Regions from separate parts of the Callithrix jacchus genome. Here region 1 is linked to region 2. Evidence: chromatin contacts called from public Hi-C data. All regions are on one chromosome and are shown on one strand. Each heading gives the region's core, a stretch centred on a gene start, on an enhancer-like site or on the middle of the called end of the contact. The rest is flanking DNA. Distances are from core to core; before and after follow the strand shown. Region 1 overlaps ATXN1 (ataxin 1). Region 2 holds the start of ATXN1 (ataxin 1).

Region 1 (4,816 bases), core at 1,269-3,768, 260 kb before region 2:
GAGAATGAGCGAGAAGCGGCTGATGGTCAGTCCCAGGCCACCACACTGCCTTTAGTCATTGCCTTTGCAACCAGGTGATCTTCCAGGTAGCTTGGCTTCCTTCTGCACCTAAGCTCATAACGGCAAGACTCTAACCTCACCTCTCCAGCCCGCATCTTTCTCCTCAAATGGTGCCTCTAGTCTTTGTACACACTCATGGGTTTAATCACCAGGCAGGACACCCTGAGGCAGCCAGGGGTTAGTTGGCAACAGTACACACAAAGGCCTCTCCCTCAATTCAGCACCGGGGCGATAAAGATATTATTACCCTGAAAGCCAGCTCCTCAGAAGCTGTGCCACCACGGCAGGTATGAAAGGTTTGCCACATAGTTTTCATACGCAGTTCTCCTTCCTCGGAAAGCACCATTTGTTTGAGTATCCGTAAATCACTCCTACAGAAGACACAATTTGCTCTAATGTTTTGGAGCTATGGAATTTATTATGATCACAGAACCAGGAAATAGCTAGATGTGAAAACAGGAACGTCTCAAGTCACCCCTCCGCTCTAAGAAGAGTAACGCGTTTCAAATGAAAAGCAAAGTCGCTGCTGTGTTTACTGATCTCTCTCAATTAGGGGCCTGCACTCCCAGGACAAATGTCACCATAGTTAGCTTTTCAAATACTAAATAAAAACAACAGCATTTCCAAGATCTAAGCATTATAAAGAGGTGCTCTCTTTTAAAGATAAAGACAACTGTAGAATGCTGGCCCTTTTTTTTTCTCCTAATCGGTTAAAAAGTGAAGAAAAATAGAATGGGCTGAGCAGGCCCTGTAGTCTGCTTTTTCAAATAGTTACATCCACAGATTTTCAGACACCAACAGAAACAAACAGCCGTTCCCTCCCTCCCACAGGTCAGGGTGAGAATCAATGCCACGAGCTACAGTAACAGCAGAATGTACATTACAAGAGAGACAGAGAGTGGCTTAGACCCTCCGCCTGCCATCACCATCACCTCCCAACCAGAAATGGCAACAAGAGGCACTTTCTAGGAATTTGTTGGTGGCTACGATCACGTGTCCTTCTTGCACTCACGTTTCTTTTGACCAGATATTATCTAGTAAGCTGTGGTTGAGTGACCCCTGGGAATCGCCATTGAAACAGAAGTTTTTCTAAGTAAATTATCTGTTCAGTATCTGTTCTCATAGTACAAGCACATTTCAAAAGTTCAGCCAACGGCTAGGAAAATGTTTGGGGCATGCAGAATCCCTTCTACAACAACAGAACTAATCTCACGTATGAATTTTTCAGCTTATGAGCCTGGAAGACATATTAAAAACCCAGCAACATGTTTCTCTTCATTAAACAGCAAATGTCCTTTCAAACAAAATCCGACAGGGCAGAGATTACTGTTTGTGCTAATGGAAAGTGATCAAAGCCCCAAGATTCTTTGGTTAGCTGACTCTGAAGCCTGTTCCTGCTTGAGTTTCTACACAAAGTATATCAAAAGAATGCAGATATCACTGGAGATTCAAAATGTTTAAAGTGTCTAGGACTAGCAAGAAAAAATGCTTGCAACTATAGGAAACGGGGAATAGAACATCACCGTTGACTTCCACCTTTTCCCCGTAACACAATACATTACACTCTATAAATAGCTTAGCCTGTCTGTTTAAATATGCACCTCCCCTGGAAAAGATAGAAGCTTCCGATCATCTTGCTATTTGGAAGGAATCTTACTCACAAATCAATCTACCAGGCCATGGCGATATTATGGGGATGTGAGAGGGACTGAAATGAACAAGAACGCCACGTGTCTTCCAAGTCAAGTGGGGTCCTATGCCTTGCTGGTTTGAAGAAGTGGGAGAACCACCAGCAAGAGCAGCAACTCGGGTGTCTGTCATTACAGTAAGCAGAAGGTTCTGACCAGCAAGGGTAGCCCCGGTTGCCAGAGGGAGGGAGACAGTGACTTCAAAGCTTTCCCATTCTGTCACACTTCCTGCACCTCTGCCAGAGGCGGCTGCTTCACAGACCCATACATGCAGAAAGTAGAAAAGAAAAGCAGGATGTCAGGAATTCTCCTCTCCACCAGTAGCATCTTTCCAGTTCTAGTCTAAATGCAGGGGGAAAAGATTTGGGGCTGAGGCACCCCTGAATCCCAGGGAGCTCAGGAGCTCACTCTGATTCCCTGGAGCTGAAGAATCGCTGTGTACGAGCTTCACACAGCAGTAGCTTCTCTCATTAGACTCTCTTCTGCCACTAGAGCCAGGCAGCTATGAAAAGTGACAGGACCAGCCAGTCCCAGAAAGCAAAACAGGAGTGCAACACATCCCTCCTCTCTCCTACCCAACAGCCTTCTTCCTCCTTTCTCTCAAACCCAAACTGACACCTTCTTGTTGGATCAAAAAGGCCATGATCACAGTGTGCAGTGGCCTTGTGGAGCTAAAACAACAAAAAAATTAAAACCATTAGCTTGCAAAAATTTTACCAACCGGCAAGACATATCCCATCACGTCCCAGAGCCACAGGGAGGCTGCGTCTGATTGCAAGGCACACCAGCAGAAGAGGGACAGCTCTCATGGCTAGACAGTGAGCCCGCTGTTAACAACAGCTAGACTCAGCAACCACACATTCCGTTTTACTTTCTCGCCCACATTTAAACCATTTTATCTCCACTAGAGGGCCAGGATGGAGATGAAATTTCAGCCTGACAGTTTTGCTGCTGATTTAAGATTTGATCCTAAACCTTGGGGAGGGAGGGAGGGAGGGAGAGCTCGAAGGGAGGAAGGGGTGTGGGGATAGGGAACACTCAGATGCTCAAAGTGGGCATGTGTGGTGGCCAGGTTATCCCTGGGTTCTGCCACAGAAGCTCCATCTCATGGGATGACACTGCTATTAAAATAATATCCACAAAGTGTAACACAGGACACCTTCCAGTGGCTACCTGGGCTCAAACTGGGTTCCCTCTGACTCCTTTCCTTTCCTTGTTTCTTATATCCAAACAGGTGCTCAGGTTGGTCAACTCTTTCTTTGTAGTGCCCCCCACATCTGTTCCTTTATAAGGCTCCCTTTACAGTTCTCAGAACCTTATCTCCTTACGCCTGCAACTGCCTTCCCTCTGGGACCCAGTCTCTGTTTTCTCCACCATCTCACAGGCTGTGGACATAGCCATAAAGCTCATCTCACCAAAACATGGTTGGTCACAACCCCAACTTGTTGAAAAATCTCCAGTGACTGCCAACCCCCAATTCAGGACCCCTCTACAGCACTGCTCATTTACACTATGATCACTTCTCCCTCCATGCCGCCACCATCCCCAAAGCCCAAACCAACAACAAGCACCAGGTCTTGGGAATCTGTCACTGGCTGGGACTATGGGCCTTCTTGCGGTCAGGTTTCTCTTCACCACGTGATGCACATGCAGCAAACGTGGTTGAGGGGTCCCCATTCTTTGATTTGACATATGTGATGCGACCCCCATCTCCTTGTCCAAGGCAGCCTCCCCCTTTCTCTTTATGAGCTTTCTATTTTCCAAGTTGAGTCCACATGAAGCTTCCAACTTACTTTACATGCTCGGTTGTTGTGTTTTGCTCAGTGTACGTGTGGCCCCTGTCTGGAAGCCCCTTTCTCTGATCTGGAGCTGAATTGTGGTCTGTTCACCAGGATCCCAGATGAAAGACGAAAGCATGAGAGAAGCGGATGCAGGAGGGGGATGGGACGGAGTGGTCCATGCATCTGGGATGGAATCATGGGAGCATCCCGGACAGGTTCACTTTGCCTTAATAAAGCTTCTTAATTTTTAAACAAGCATAAGGATCTCTGCCTCATTCAGGAAGAACAAGGTCAGAAAGACAAGATGGGACCAGGTAACTTGTGAACTGTGCATTGAGCTGTGGACTGTTAGATAGTGATACGTCTAAGCAAGGCCAGTGTCTGGCAGGCCAGGCCTTTAGTGTGAGTTTTGCCACCTGCTAAGTTGAAATTGATTTGCCCATGTCCTTATGATTGTCCAATCACCATAGCTAATTAATATTAACTATTTTTCTTTTTTTGAGTCTGGCTCTGTTGCCTAGGCGGAAGTGCAATGGTACGATCTTGGCTCACTGCATCTGAGTTCAAGTGATTCTCATACCTCAGCCTCCTGAGTAGCTGGGATTATAGGTACCTGCCACCATGCCTGGCTAATTTTCGTATTTTTAGTAGAGCCAGGGTTTCACCATGTTGGTCAGGCTGGTCTCGAACTCCTGACCTCATGATCTGCCTGCCTCAGCCTCCCAAAGTGCTGGGATTACGGGCGTGAGCTACTGCACTCGGACTCTGTTGTTTTTATTAATGCTCTTTTAATTTTAGCAAATATTTTTGAGCCAGATCGGATCGTTCCAAGCCTGGGCTTTGGGGTCTGCCAGGTACATTACAGCTACAACAGTATCAGGAGCAACTCACGGTGCGTTTTTACGCTCATTCATGCTTTTACCCTACACACTGATCGAGCACCTACTGTGTGATATGTGAGATGACTGGGATGATGTGAGTTATATATAAGGCTAAAAGCCACGCTTAGACATAGCAGGTGACAAGTGTCCCTTCTAGGCCAAAGCTTGGAAGCATTTAATTACTGGTGCAATTTTCCAATTTTTCTCTCTTCCAGTGATCATGAAAGGCCCCTAGATGGCAGGATTAAAAGATCAAAGCAGACTGCATCGTGGGGTTATGCACGGAGGACAGCTGTCCTGGAGCAACACTGCATCCACGGCGGTCACTGATGAATGAGAAATAAAGTTGTTTTTCTTGTTGTTTTTTTTTTTTTTGAGACGGAGTTTCGCTCTTGTTACCCAGGCT
Region 2 (4,508 bases), core at 1,338-3,837:
CGTTATGGTGCAATCCCTTTCCAAGAGTTCCTGTGCAGGATTTTCTCTTCTCTCTGGTGGTTTCCTCAGGCATAAGCTTCATTCCAAAAAAAAAAAAAAAGCCTAAGTATCAAACTACCTTTACCCACCAAATAAACCGAAGGGTGGGCTTAACGGGGGCTTCTAGGAACTGCAGCCTCCTAAAAAACCCAAACGGAAATGTCTTAGCTAACACTGTTGAAAAAGTAGCTATGCCTAAAAATAACCACCAAGTAACTACCCACTGCTGTGTGCAATATATAACGACAATGTTTAAATATTAAAAACAGCCTGCATTATAAAACGCAAATGTCATTGAGATGTGCACTACTAGATTGCCAAAGGAGAACTTATTTGCATACACACATTCCTGTGCATGCACGAATGTGCAGGCAGAAAGCCACTGTAAGGCACCAGTTTTTATTCTGTGGGTGTAATAGGGTCTTCTAATTTTGCTAATTGTATCCTGTGGATCTCACAGGGAAGCTCAGAATCTCTTCGGGGACAGAACCAGTTTGGAGGAGTCCCTACTGCACAGCATACGGTAAACAAAATAAAAATAGCTTGCCTTTCTTGTTAGCCACATCGCGCATTATATAACCAGCTTCTTCCGACTGGCTTTTTTTTTTTTTTTTTTTTTTTTTTTTTTTTGCCCTTACTACTCTTCAGCAATTTCCCAATCTTCTCAAGTATTTACATTACCTTTTTATCTGTAGGATAATACCAAGAAAGCAAAACAAAACAGACCAGCCACCGGCTCGAACCGAACCCCTGCCGTCCTTAGAAACTGATCTTTTTGTTTTGTTTTGTTTTCTGGCAGAGTCTGGATCACCACCCTACTTCCACCCCCCGCTAAGGTTCTTGCTCAATCTCCCTAGAAAACCTGAATTGTTTCACCGCTTCCAGTCAGCCCCCTACGTGGTTTGAAATAAAATGAAAGCACAGCCTCGGAGTTCAAGAAGGCAGCCTGAAGGCGGGGGGCTGAGAAGGGGTCGGGCGATGCAGAGTCAGCCAAGTGGCCGAGGAGGGGCCCCCTCCGCATCACGACAGCCCTCGCCCCCCGCCCGGCGCGCACGCACACACACATATACACATTCACACTCACTCACACACTCACTCACACGCCGCGCTCCGACACCGCCTCACCTCTCGCTCCGCCCGTCCGGCCCCCTTCCCTGCCCCCTGCGGGACCGGCCTGAGCGCAGCGCTGGAACCACGTAGGAGGCGGCGGCGGCGGCGGCCCCGGCCCCGGGAGTGGCAGAGTCTTCGGCCCGGCCCAGAGTGAACGAGCAGCGGGGCTCCAGGGCGCATCCCAATCCCCGCAGCGCCTCCTCCTCCTCCTCCGCCGCCGCCTCCTCCTCCTTCCCCTCCTCCTGGCTTCATTCACCCTCCCAGCAGCCGCGCAGCCGTTCACTCCCGGCTCCGGGCAGCGCCTGCCGCGGCTCCTCGGTTCCTGCCGCGGGCGCTGGCAGGGGCGCCGGCCCGGACTGGGGCGCTCGCGGGCTCGCGGCTCCGGGCGGCGGCGGCCGCTGCACAGGATCAGGAAGCGGCCGCACCAACAGGGCGGCGGTGGCGGCGGCAGCCAGGGCCGCCACCGCCACTCCAGCCGCGCTCCAGGCACCCGCACACCCGCTACCCCCGCGGGGTCCCCGAGGCCACCCCTCCGCGCCCCCCGCCTGGCACCCGGCCGAGCGCAAAGTCCCGGCCCCTTGGCTGGAGCAGTCCCTTCCCAGCCCACAGCCGTACAGCCGGCGAGGCCGGCCACGGAGGGAAGACCCTCGCCCAGGGGCGCCGAGGCCGGGCGTCCACCCGCGGGGAAGTGCAGCCCTCCCCGAGACCCCCCCTCTCTCACCGCCCTCTCCGGAGAGGAGGAATGGGAAGAGGGCGGCCGGGAAAGGGACCAGCCCCCCACCCCGGCCGCCGCCGCCTCCCCCTGCGCCACCCGGAGGGAGGAGGACATGGCTCTCGGCACTCGCGACCGGACCAGCAGTCTCCAGAGCGGGGCGCCGCCGCCGCTCTCCCTGCCCGCGCCCCCCGCCCGGGCGCGCCCCCTAGCCCGGCGGGCGCCCACCCGGCCCCTGACAGCCCCCCCGAACGGCCGCCCCTGCGCCCAGAGTGGGGGTGTCGGCCTGGGAGCCTGGAACCGGGGACGGTTGTATGTACACACACACGCACGCACACACACACACAACACGACGCGTCGATTCCCTTCGCTCCTCTTCCAGCTGTTTTCCGTGCAGCCGATTGGGGTTTTAGGGTTTGTTTGCTGGTTGTTGCTTTTGCCCCTCTCGGGAGATAGGGAGAGGAGGGATTTTAATCTAAATAAGGGGAGAAGGGGATGGGGGAGGGGGGAAAAGAATCAGAGGAGGAAAAAAAATAGCCACTTACTGTAAAGTGTAAATGGATCTGGGGTTGCGTGGGGAAGGGGGGCAGAGGGAGAGAAACAATGTCTGGCGGCTGCTCTTGCTCTGGCTGCTGCTCCCCGGGGCTTGTTTTGGATCCCCCTGCAGTGAAACAGGTCCTGTACGGCTCCGCCACTGTAGTAGAAATGATGTCTGCGGTATACTCTGCTCTCTCCTCCTCCTCCTCCTCCTCCTCCTCCTCCTCCCCCTCCTCCCGCTTCCCTCCCCTCCCTCCTCCCTCCGCCCTCCCTCCCTCGCGCTCTCTCGCGCTCGCTCGCTCGCTCGCTCGCTCCAGTATGTAAATGTGTAATAGAAGCCAAATATGGAGCAGTTGGCTGCCGCCGCCGCAGCTCAAGGATCCGACTTCATGGGGGTGGGGGGCACCCTCTGGCGGGCGGCCCGGCGAGCAGCACCGAGCCCTGAGCGCACCGCGCGGCGGCTGGCCCGCGCCCTTAACCCTTCGCGGCGCGCGGCCCGGGGAGGCGGGCACCTTTCCCCAAGAGTGGCTCGGGACGGGCCGCGGGGGAGGGGAGGAGCGGGGTGGAGGGCAAGGTTCCTTCCAGGTTTGGGAAGGGGGCGGGGAGCTGCGCGATGAGGTAATTGGAGCGGTGACCGGTCGGTCCTCGAGCGCCTCCCTGGGTCCCTGCACCTAGTTGGAGGGGACCGAGCGACCGCGGGGCGCTGCTCAGGCAACCTGGGGGACTCCCCCAAGGGGTGTCAGGCTTCAGCTGGCAGCCAATGAAACACCCCAGGGGGGAGGGGAGGTCGGCGGGTTCTAATCCCAACGTGCCCTGGGTCCCCGGCGCCCCGAGCCGCGTCTAAAAGGGCTCCCTCCGATCATCAGCTGCACGTTATTTAACCCGCAAACCGGCGTCGCTGCGGCGTTCGGGAACCCAGGCCCGGGGGCCTCGGGGATTGCCTCTGCGTGCAACTCCGCAAAGTTTCCCGGGCCCCCCGACTGCACAGGCGCCCTCACCTTCGCTGCCTGAGAACGCCCGGCCGTGCCCTCGCTCTCTCCGCAGGTCCGGAAATCGGCTTCGATCTGGAGCTACTTACTCCGCTCTAGCCTGGAAAGGAGACCCGCGCACTCCTCTCGCAGCTAATTTGGGATCATTAATTTAATCGGAAATGAGGTAACCAGTGTAAGAGACAGAGAAAGCCACCGGAGCATCAAATGGCAGCTCTCGGGAATCGATGAAGAACTTGAGTCTGGACTCTGTGTTTTAGTGCGGTCCGCGACTCCCACCACCCCGCCCGCCCCTCCGCCTGTCCCGCCGCCAGGTGTGACCTCCACGCGAAGGAATCTTCGTCGGCTGGGCTAACATTGCCAACAGGTGTGGCACCTGGAGGACTGGGAGGTGCCTCCAGACTACGGGCGCTCAGCGTGGCGTTTTTGCTGCAGATGATTCTGGAAGGCCAGTAGGTGTCGGGCAACATTTGACCTCCTTCAGGTGCTTAGAACTAGGTGTCTGGAAACATGACCCCTTCGCGTAAGTTTCTTTCTGAAAGCCACCGCTCTTGACTGTAAGCTGTATTTGAGAGACCTTTTGGCTGAGTTTACTTATGACCTAACGGTTAGTCACCCACTGAGGCAGGGCAGAGAATGATCAAAACATGTGTCAGGTTTTACACAACTCTGGCCTGCAAGAGCCTACGTGCTCCTGAAATAATAAACGTACGAGCGAGGAAAGTGCAGAGCCCCGGAAATATTTTTTCTCACATTTTTGATATGCCGTGCACATGTAAGTGGCTATTTAAATGTAACTACTACTGTTCACTCTTACTCATTTCTACAACTCCCCCCCCCATTTAAAAATCGATGATTGTTACAGTTTGAAACCTCGGGTTAGTCTAAAGTGACATTGTTGGTCTCCTTACAGCCTCTAGTGGACAGTTAACATCAGTTTCCTGAAAAGGCTCTGATAGGTTTTGTTTTGTCAAGGTGAAGGTTAGCGCGTCAGAGCATAACTGGGTAAAATATCCCACACCCCTATCCTCACCCCCGCCCCCAACCCCCTACTTGACAAAGTCGACTTCAGAAAGAAGCAGAAGCTTGTTGGCTTTGTATATAGGAGATGCTGCCGGTAT

Evidence for each region. A called contact is a pair of places that touch in the nucleus more often than the background predicts.
Region 1: a contact with region 2 is called in a Hi-C map of skeletal muscle, with 5 times the contacts expected there. The contact joins the enhancer-like site here to the promoter of ATXN1 in region 2. A contact is called at or near these places in 3 of 3 Hi-C or Micro-C datasets (induced pluripotent stem cells and skeletal muscle).

What each region holds. Positions count from the first base shown.
Region 1 is chr4:14,168,708-14,173,523 of calJac240_pri, reverse strand. The region is part of intron 4 of ATXN1 (ataxin 1); the gene reads right to left. The region is part of intron 5 of LOC144576580 (a long non-coding RNA gene); the gene reads right to left. Among named protein-coding and RNA genes, the nearest start is that of ATXN1, 260 kb to the right of the region's middle. Within about 2 kb of position 2,518, at least 4 of the 16 cell types and tissues checked have an H3K27ac peak or open chromatin away from gene starts, as enhancers often do. A contact at or near this core is called in skeletal muscle, where this site is marked.
Region 2 is chr4:13,913,117-13,917,624 of calJac240_pri, reverse strand. It overlaps ATXN1 (ataxin 1), which reads right to left and starts at 2,587. Exons shown (of 8, transcript XM_078368284.1): 1 at 2,407-2,587. LOC128931873 reads right to left here and starts at 1,978. Exons shown (of 4, transcript XM_054254650.2): 1 at 1,165-1,978. The coding sequence starts at 1,978. It overlaps LOC144576580 (a long non-coding RNA gene), which reads right to left and starts at 2,587. Exons shown (of 8, transcript XR_013533693.1): 1 at 2,407-2,587.